3 separate regions of the Sus scrofa genome follow, and regions 1 and 2 are each linked to region 3. The links are chromatin contacts, called in public HiChIP or PLAC-seq maps. All regions are on one chromosome and are shown on one strand. The core of a region is the stretch at or near the end of the contact, and the rest is flanking DNA. Distances in the headings are between cores, read along the strand shown.

Evidence for each region. HiChIP or PLAC-seq counts read pairs in DNA pulled down with a chosen protein or histone mark.
Region 1: a contact with region 3 is called in an H3K27ac HiChIP or PLAC-seq map of skeletal muscle. The contact joins two enhancer-like sites. A contact is called at or near these places in 7 of 47 Hi-C or Micro-C datasets (embryonic fibroblasts, fetal heart ventricle, heart right ventricle and 3 more) and 1 of 2 datasets of contacts at active chromatin or transcription factors (skeletal muscle).
Region 2: an H3K27ac HiChIP or PLAC-seq map of skeletal muscle shows a contact between it and region 3. The contact joins two enhancer-like sites. A contact is called at or near these places in 2 of 47 Hi-C or Micro-C datasets (fetal heart ventricle and heart right ventricle) and 1 of 2 datasets of contacts at active chromatin or transcription factors (skeletal muscle).

Annotation. Positions count from the first base shown.
Region 1 is chr14:102,718,410-102,721,514 of Sscrofa11.1, reverse strand. No RefSeq gene overlaps it. Among named protein-coding and RNA genes, the nearest start is that of ANKRD1, 110 kb to the right of the region's middle. Within about 2 kb of position 1,809, at least 4 of the 83 cell types and tissues checked have an H3K27ac peak or open chromatin away from gene starts, as enhancers often do.
Region 2 is chr14:102,756,932-102,759,965 of Sscrofa11.1, reverse strand. No RefSeq gene overlaps it. Among named protein-coding and RNA genes, the nearest start is that of PCGF5, 69 kb to the left of the region's middle. Within about 2 kb of position 1,430, at least 9 of the 83 cell types and tissues checked have an H3K27ac peak or open chromatin away from gene starts, as enhancers often do. A contact at or near this core is called in skeletal muscle, where this site is marked.
Region 3 is chr14:102,910,907-102,913,963 of Sscrofa11.1, reverse strand. All of the region lies in intron 3 of PCGF5 (polycomb group RING finger protein 5), which reads right to left. Among named protein-coding and RNA genes, the nearest start is that of PCGF5, 85 kb to the right of the region's middle. Within about 2 kb of position 1,298, at least 3 of the 83 cell types and tissues checked have an H3K27ac peak or open chromatin away from gene starts, as enhancers often do. A contact at or near this core is called in skeletal muscle, where this site is marked.

The sequences.
Region 1 (3,105 bases), core at 560-3,059, 190 kb after region 3:
CTTCCCCTTCACACATCGAGCTTCTCCAACAGAAACCCCCCCAGGCCTGCTATTGCCCCACCAGCAGGGCAGGTGGACAGCTGGATGGGTGCTGTTTCAGGGCTGTGATCAGAGGCAGGCAGGCAAGAGCAGGCTTCTGCTCGACAGGCCTTTCAGAAAGGAGTCTATTAGTCTCCCCCCTGCTCCGTGCAGGTTCTAGCCAGCTCAGGTCAGGCCTGTTGGCTCTGTTTGATTCAGCAACTTCGGGCTCTGGTTAGGCCAGATGGAAAATCAGTCCTGGAAAAACGAAAACGTGAAACACCAAGGCAGAGAAGGTCATGCACCCCCTCATAAATCTAAACACACTAAGTCCATTGAAGGACTTGCCAGGAAAATACTATTTTCAGTTTTCTCTGTGGGTTCAATTTATCTTTACTGCTAAGTAGTCAAGTTGAATTCGTTCCAGAACCAGACACAATTTGACCCTTTTTCCTTGAAGGGAGTGACCTCCATCTCCCTGCCAGGGACCTGGCTACGTCATCCTTAGGATGGGCATCTCCCACCTTAGGACTCGGGGAAGATCTTCCTTTTCCGGTATCCGAATCGGGGCCACTTAAGTTTCCTGTTCTCAGACAAATGAATCATTGGCGCTTCTCCAGTTTCTCTCACTAAGGATGAGAAAGAGTCACTCGGATGCCCTTTACTTCACTGCTTCAAGCAAAACGGTTGTTTTGCTTTTTGAAGGTGGTCATTTTTCTGCATCTTATGATCCACCTTGGCCCGAAGCAGAGCCTCATCTATCATCCTGACCATTTAAGCTTGGACTTTTGAAAGATGCATCATCGAATGGAGTATAAGAAAGGACTTGCCTCTGTCCAGGTAACTTGCATGGCCAAGTCGATCCTAGTGTCAGTAGGGTGGTTGAAATAGGCATGGGAATGCCCACACCTCCACAATATTACCACAATTAAGAGTAAGGGTAAACTACACAATGTTTTAGAGCGTCTCCAAGATTTTATTGACAAGAATCATAATTCCCATCCTATAAAGACAGGAGCAGAGCAGATGAGAGCAATCCAGATGTACCTCCCATCTGAATGGCAAAGGGGAACTTGACTGTTAATTTTTCACATGGAAACTACTTATTTCTCTGCATTGGTTGCATAAATAAGGACAGCTGTCCTGAGGCAGATCCCTTCAGATAGAGAAATCTCTTTTTCAAACACCCTGTCTTCACATATCATCACACATTCTTAGATATGCTTCCCTGCAAGAGGTGGGGCTTGGTTCCCTTCTTCTTGAGTATGACTTAGTGACTGGACTTTGTAACTCATTTCTTATTTTCAAAATTTATTTTTATTTATTTATAAATTTTTTATTTTGGGGGGTCGCACCCATAGCATATGGAAGGTCTGAATCAGGGCTGCAGCTGCCCCCCCAGCCTACACCACAGCCACAGCAATACAGGATCCAAGCCACATCTGCCACCTGCACCTCAGCTCATGGCAATGCTGGATCCTTAACCCACTGAGCAAGGCCAGGGATTGAATCCATATCCTCATGGATACTAGTCAGGTTTATTACCACTGAGCCATGATGGGAATTCCAGTAACTCACTTCTAATAAAAAGAATATAGCAGGTGTGATCTTGTGACACTTAGAGAGGCTTGAACATAAAAGTTACTGTGGTCTCCTCCTTGCTCTCTCTCTTGGGTCACTCGCTGTGGAAGACGCCAGCTGTCATGTCATGAGAACACTTAAGCAGCCCTCTGGAGAGGCCCACATGGTGAGGAACTGAGGTCACCTGCCAACCACCGATAAGGAATCATGGCCTCTTGCCAACAGCCATGTGAGTGAGCTCCAGTGGAAGCAGATTCTTCAGCCCCAGTTAGGTCTTCACACAACACGGCCTTGGCCAACATCTTGATGGCAACACCATGAGAGACCCTGAGTCAGAGCCACCGAGCTAAGCTAGTCACAAATTCCTGACCCACAGAAGCTGTGAGATAATAAATATTTGTTGTTTTAAGCTACCAAGTTTTTAGAGTAATTTGTTATATAGCAATAGATGATTAATAAAGCTCCCCACTGCAAATATTTCATCGTGGTGAAAATCTTATTATATGTGTTATTTATGACCTTTATGTTTACTGTCATTGGAAATAACCAGTCCATGTTCCAAAGGATGAGAACTGATAAAATACATTACCATGTTAGGTTAGACCTCAGCTGCCTGAACTTGACCGAACATGTTCCTAAATAACTTAGTGGATACACTCAAATATCCCTCCACGTGGATCACTTGAGTGGACGAAGAGGAAGTAGGGTCCAAGTTTATCAGTTCTACTTTATTGTCATAGCAGAGTCAAGAGGATATTGTGATGTTTCACCATATGCCTGCAAATCCTTTGACACCTCCCCTGTTGAGAGCAGTGTCTTTCTGTCCCCTTCCATGAAAACTGGGCCAACCTTAGTGACGTGTTTATAACCAGGAGATGGCTCAGCTGACAGCCCCACCTGAAGTCTCAGCCGACAGCCATCATCAACCACCAAACACAAGAGCAAAGATAGCTCCCGGTGACTTTTGCCACCAACCGGCCAGTCACTCCCAACTGTTGGGTGACCCCTCACTTGAGTCTCCCAAACCGAGGCCCCAGATATTGTGGAACTGAGTTCCACAAGCATCATAAAGGGGTTGTTTTATGCCACTAAGGTTTGGAGAAGCTCATTAGATAACAGCAGTAATCAAAACAGAAATGTGGAAACCAGTTTTATTCATCTTTCAACTTGGTCGAAAAGAATCCAACTTGGAGACAAGAAGTAATAAGCCAATTGTGTGTAAGTGATGGCCTTTAGTGGACTTAACCTCAGGGACAAATGTAAGGTTTAGTAGGAGGGTGGCAACAGGAGAGACCAAGTGAAGAAACACTATGGTTTTTACTCTGTTGCAGTTCTTGTTGCAAATTGCAGTTCTCTGAGGATAATATTACCAAGCTTGTTAGACAGATGTAGAGAGCTAGAGTGAGCATAAATTTTTTCTTCAAGGCTTTCTCCCCGCTCCTTTAAAAATCTTGCAATTTTGAAAATTTTCAAACACAGAGAAATACATCTAACTATTCCATACTA
Region 2 (3,034 bases), core at 181-2,680, 150 kb after region 3:
AATTTGATTACATGACTCCTGGTGTACTTTTTAAAAATATTTCTTGAGCTTAGGGTTTGTTGACCTTCTTGAATTTGTGAGTTTATTCTTTTTATCAAATTTGGAAATTTGAGGTCATTTCTTCAAATATTTTTCTGTCTCATCCCTCCTTTGGGGACTCCAGTTATACTTATATTAAGCTACTTGGAAGTTCCCCACAGCTCACTGATGCTCTGTTAGTTTTTAAATTCTCTTTTTGTCCTGTGTTTCATTTTGAATCGTTGTCTTTTTTTTTTTTTGTCTTCAAATTCACTATTTTTTTCTTCTGCAATGTATAGTCTGCCATTTATTCCACCCAAAGTATTTTTTCACTTCACACTTTGTTTTCATCCCTAGAAATTGGAATCTTTTACATTGTATATTTTCTATGCCTTTACTTAACCTTTTGAACATATGGAAAGTAGTTATAATAGCTGTTTTAATGGCCTTGTCTGCTAATTCTAACATCTGTGTGAGGTCTAGGTTGATTTTAATTGATTTTTTTATTCTCCTCATTAAGAGTTGTATTTTCCTGCTTCTTTTCATGCTTGGTAACTTTTTATTGGCTGCCAGAGACTGTGAAATTTACTTTGTTGGGCACTGAATATTTTTGTATTCCTATATTCTTAAGCTTTTGTTCCTGGGACCCAGGTAAGTTATTTAGAAATATTTTGATCATTTTGAGTCTTGCTTTTAAGATTTGGCAGGACTGGAGCAGTGATCAGTTGAGGGCTAATTTTTCCCCACTATAGAATTAAGTCCTTTCTTGGTACTTTACCCAATGCTCCACAGATAATGAGGTTTTCCAGTCTGGCTTTGAAAAACAGGTAATATTCTTAGCTGTATATGATCATTGGGCAGTATTACCTCTAATCCTTTTGGGTGTTTTTCTCCCTAGCCTCAGGCAGTTTTTTCACGTGTATGTATTCAGCTAAATACTTAGATGGGACTCTTTTAAGATGTTCAGAGTGCTCTCTGCATGCTGCTTCCTCCTCCCTAGCATTCTGTCCTGCATATCCTAGTTGCCTTGGTCTCTTAGATTCTCAGTCCCATCCCTCAACTCAAGGAGTCCATTGAACTCTACCTGTGTTTCCTCACCACTGCACTGCAACTTATGAAATCACTCAACTCAGTAAGCCGAGGCAATCCTAGCACTCATCCTGTTGGTTTCCCATCTCTAATGAATCCTTTATTGCCTGCTGTTTGGTGTCTTGAAAACTGTTATGTCACATATTTTGCCCAATTTTTGTTTAATGTGGAGAGTAAGTCTGGTCCCTGTTGCTCCATCTTGGCTAGAATCAGAAGCACCAATAGAATCTTAAACAGTTTCCAAGATACTGTTATCATGGAGTCTACATGGCTGTGAACTGTCTAATGTAAAGGTCTGAAGGAGCCCTTGGCAGCCTTCTTTGGGTGAGGCAGCTAATGGTTGTTCCAAACCATTCCCCCAGAGGACTTGGTTTCCCTATAAAAGCTATCACTCTGTTGTACTCATTCTGAGTTGGGCTTGGGTGAAAATGTTGCCCCAGCCAAGCTGCTGCTTTACTTTGAAATGGCAAATTATTGTAGATGTATAGCGATGCTCTCTACTACCCACCTTAGGAATTTAAAGGGAATGATAAGATCCAAAACTATCAGACCACATCAATCAGCAAAACTCCAAGTCATCTCTGATGTACTGAACTATAAGAGTTGGAAATTCATAGGCTTCTGAGCCAAAATGAGATTCACATTCAATATAAATAAGAATTAGTCCGTGATTCTGCAGTTTTGTTTCCTGACCCTGTGCCTCCTGCAAAAATAGAAATGTCAGTGCCTGGCGGTGGTGAAGCATGCCAACTGATATTGTGACCCAGAGGACCAAGAAGGCACTGGCTGCACAGCCAGCTGGCAGGCTGCCATTGCCAATGGGAAAATCATTCCTCTGTGATAAGACAGCGACAAATGCTTTCCCTGTGGCTGCGATTAGAGCAGGCTCTGCATTATGACAACAGTGCTTCGAGCTTCACATAGCAGTCATTTTTGCTAAATATTCATATGCTTATTTATACTCTCCCAGGCCTTGTCTGAAATCAGGGAGTTTAAAATTTCAAGCATAAACTATTTCCCTTTTTGGGAAGAAAAATTAGTGGACACAGGAATAGAAGAGTATGTTTAGGAGTTGAGAAAGGGCTGAGGGAAGAGAATCATAGATGATTCCATAATCAGTCTGTACAAGAACTGTGTATTTCCTCTGCATGTTTGGTAGAAGGGAGTTGCTAATTGTGGAAGCTATGTATAAGTGTGAGCTCCAATTCCAGGGGGCTATATTTTCCCTAACCCAGCAACTCATAAATATGTTTTGAATGAATGCATAAATGAATGAAATTCAAGCTGCAAAAATGGTGCAGTGTCTTCTAGGGCAGAGACCAAAGGTTGTCTTTTTAACCACAGTATCTGAGCAGGGTTCCTGGCACATAGTTGAAACTCAAACATATATTTCTGGATTAATGAATGATAAAATGAAAGGAGGAAGGGAGAGAGGGAAGAAAAAAGGGGGGATGGAGGAAAAGAAAAGGGGAGGAGGGAGGAGGGAAGGAAGGAGAGTAGGAAAAAAGGAAGGAAGGAAGGAAGGATGGGTTTGAGAGCAGACAGCTGGGCTGGCTGCCCCACTTCCCAAAACAAGAGCATCTGTCTGTTAAGAAGCAGCTTTATCTTCTGCAGGTATTTGTTATACCTGCTTTAGGGCCATAAAATTTCAGGCCCTTATGATGGGCCTCTCCACAACTTGTTAGCCCTTTATAACTTATGAAGCATCTCATTTCCTGGCCACTAGGAAAATTCGGTATTTTACCCTGGGAAGGATCTCCACTCTCTGATTCTGTCACTCCTAGCCCCTCTTGTATCCTCCCCTGGTTGGGGACAGTATGTATTTGTATTCGAGGGAGAGGAAGAGAGGACAAGAGAAATGCAGGAGGGAGAAAGAGAGAGAGAGAGACAGAGAAGACAGAGAGGTGATGCTGGAAGAGAGCTTCCC
Region 3 (3,057 bases), core at 49-2,548:
CACGTATATTAACAAATGTATTTTACATGTTCTTTTGAAAATATCTAAAGACAAAAAACAAATTTTAAATTAAAAAATAAAGGAGTTCCCATAGTGGCGTGGTGGAAACAAATTTGACTAAGAGCCATGAGGTTGCAGGTTCTATCCCTGACCTTGCTCGGTGGGTTAAGGATCTGGCGTTGCCGTGAGCTGTGGTGTACATTGCAGATGCAGCTCGGATCTGGTGCTGCTGTGGCTGTGGCATAGGCCGGTGGCCACAGTTCCAATTAGACCCTTAGCCTGGGAACCTCCATATGCTGTGGGTGCAGCCTTAAAAGACAAAAAATAAAAAATGAGAATATCTTAATATGTATTAAAATATATTTAATAATATATTCAGTTAGCCATTTTTATTTACTTTATAATAGCTTCTATTTAATGGGAAAGTATTTACGCTATCACAGGTATTTCATTTTATTGAATTTAAATTAAGAACTCCAAGGATGGAGTTCCCGTCGTGGCGCAGTGGTTAACGAATCTGACTAGGAACCATGAGGTTGCGGGTTTCGGTCCCTGCCCTTGCTCAGAGGGTTAACGATATGGCGTTGCCATGAGCTGTGGTGTAGGTTGCAGACGCGGCTCGGATCCTGAGTTGCTGTGGCTCTGGCGTAGGCCGGACGCTCCAGCTCCGATTCGACCCCTAGCCTGGGAACTCCACATGCCGCGGGAGCGGCCCAAAGAGATAGCAAAAAGACAAAAAAAAAAAAAAAAAAAAAAGAACTCCAAGGAGTTCCCTTCATGGCTTAGTTGTTAATAAGCCCAGCTAGGATCCATGAGGAGGTGGATTTGATTCCTGGCCTCGCTCAGTGGGTTAAGGATCTGGCACTGTCATGAGCTGTGGTATAGGTTGCAGACATGGCTCAGATCCTGCTTGCCGTGGCTGTGGTGTAGGCCAGCAGCTGTAGCCCCTAGCCTCGGAACCTCCATGTGCCATGGGCACAGCCCTAAAGCTCCAAAAAAAAAAAAAAGGAAAAAAAGTTAAGAACTCCACTCTTCAGGTGTCCTAGCTATATCGGCAGTGCTCAGCAGCCCCACGTGGCTCTGGCCACAGCCCTGAACAGCTTGACACAGGCTGCTTGTTTTCCCCGCCTGCTGTGCAGCTTCATACTCTTTCACCTCTCCCCATGCTACATGCTTGCCTCTCACAGCACATCCTGAGAAAGGGTACCGAGGAGGGAAGGTTGTTGATTGTGACCTACTGTAGAAGGCTAACTCTCCCTTACATCCTGCTGACAAAATACGATCATGTTCTGGCAGCAATGTGTCCAGCCTGAGAGATAAATCAGCTCAAAACCTCACACCACCAGCCAGGGTGGCACGTGGCCCAGTTAGGGCCACGGAGAGAAAGCCTCCTAGTACACTCAGGCCAGCTCCACCATCACCACCACCACTCTGCTCTCCATGTTCACGCTGCTACCATCCCTTCTTATGCTTTCCATAAGTATTTACTGAGAATTCATGAAGTTCCAGGAGTTATTCTGGGCCCCAAGAATACTCAAGTTCTTATTCTTATTATCTCTCTGAATTTATGTCTTTAAATAAACTTCCTTTGTAATAGCTTTAGTGGAATAGGAGGAGAAAAAGGCTCTATAAAGGATATCATTAGATAAACTGACGAAATGGGGGGTAGATTACAATGTTAGACCAATGTAACAGTACTGTGGTTATATGTTGGATGAAATACACACTACAGTATTTAGGATAAGGAGCCATGATGTGTGTAACTTACTCTCAAGTGGTTCATAAAAAGTAGAGAGCAAACAATCATGCATGCACATGACACAATGAGATAAAAATGTTAGCAAGAGAGTAATCCGGCTAAGGTGAAAAGTGCAAGTGTTCCCTGCACTATTTTTTTTTTTTCCTTCTTTTTTGGCCCCCTCCACCCTCTATTCTCCACACCCTAGCATGTGGAGTTCCCAGCCAGGGATCAGGTCTGAGCTGCAGCTGGGACCTACACCACAGCTACAGCCCATGTCAGATCATTTAACCTACTGTGCTCGGCTGGGGATCGAACCTGCATTCTGGTGCTTCAGAGACACCGCTGATCCCACTGCACCACAGCAGGAACTCCTGAACTACTTTTATTTTTGCAACTTGTTGTAAGTTTTAAATTAATTTCAAATAAAAAGTTTAAAAAATATATATGATGGGAGTTCCCTGGGGGCTCAGTGGGGTAAGAATCCGGTGTTGTCACTGCTATGGCTCTGGTTACTGCTATAGCATAGGTTTGATCCCTGGCCTAGGAACTTCTACATGCTACAGGTGGGACCGAACAAATAAATAGATTAAAAAAATAAATATGTGATACACTTAAGCTAAGGGATTAGTGACTTCATGTATCTAACAGTCAAAAACAAAAGCTAAGATAATTTGTCAAAACAAAAGCTGAGATAATTTATCTTAACAATATAGCACTTTAAAATGGAGTAGGTAATAATTACGAACTGTTATAGCTTTTTCTAAAGCATCAGGAAAAAGATTTTTTGAGAGAAAAGTTTGTTCTGTTATCCTTTGAATTATTTAAACAGAGGCTCTTGACTGACATTGTGGGCTGGATCTCTGGGGATGGGGCTGTCCTTTGAAATGCAAGATGTCCAGCAACACCAGCATCCCTAGGCCTTACCCTAGGGCCAGCCGCAGACCCCTCACCCCCAGTCCTGACAATTAAAGGTGTCTCCAGACACTGCTAATCGTGTGCTGGGGGATAACATCGATTCAAAACACTGATACAAAGCCACCTGGCAGAAGCCCTGTTCAGGACTACAGACTACAACAGACCTACAGTTCTTGGAAGGTCAGCATACGTCAGAATCATGTGGTGGTGGGGGGGGAGCTTGCTGAGATGGGCTCCCCTCTCAGAGTTGCTGACACAGTGGGTCTGAGAACTATCATTTCTAACTATGAATGGTTTGGGGACCACACTTTGAAAACCAACGGGCCTGACATTTACGTGTAGACAAAGTACTCCAACCAAAGGCACTTACATAGAAAAAAAAAAAGTCTGAAACCTAAGAC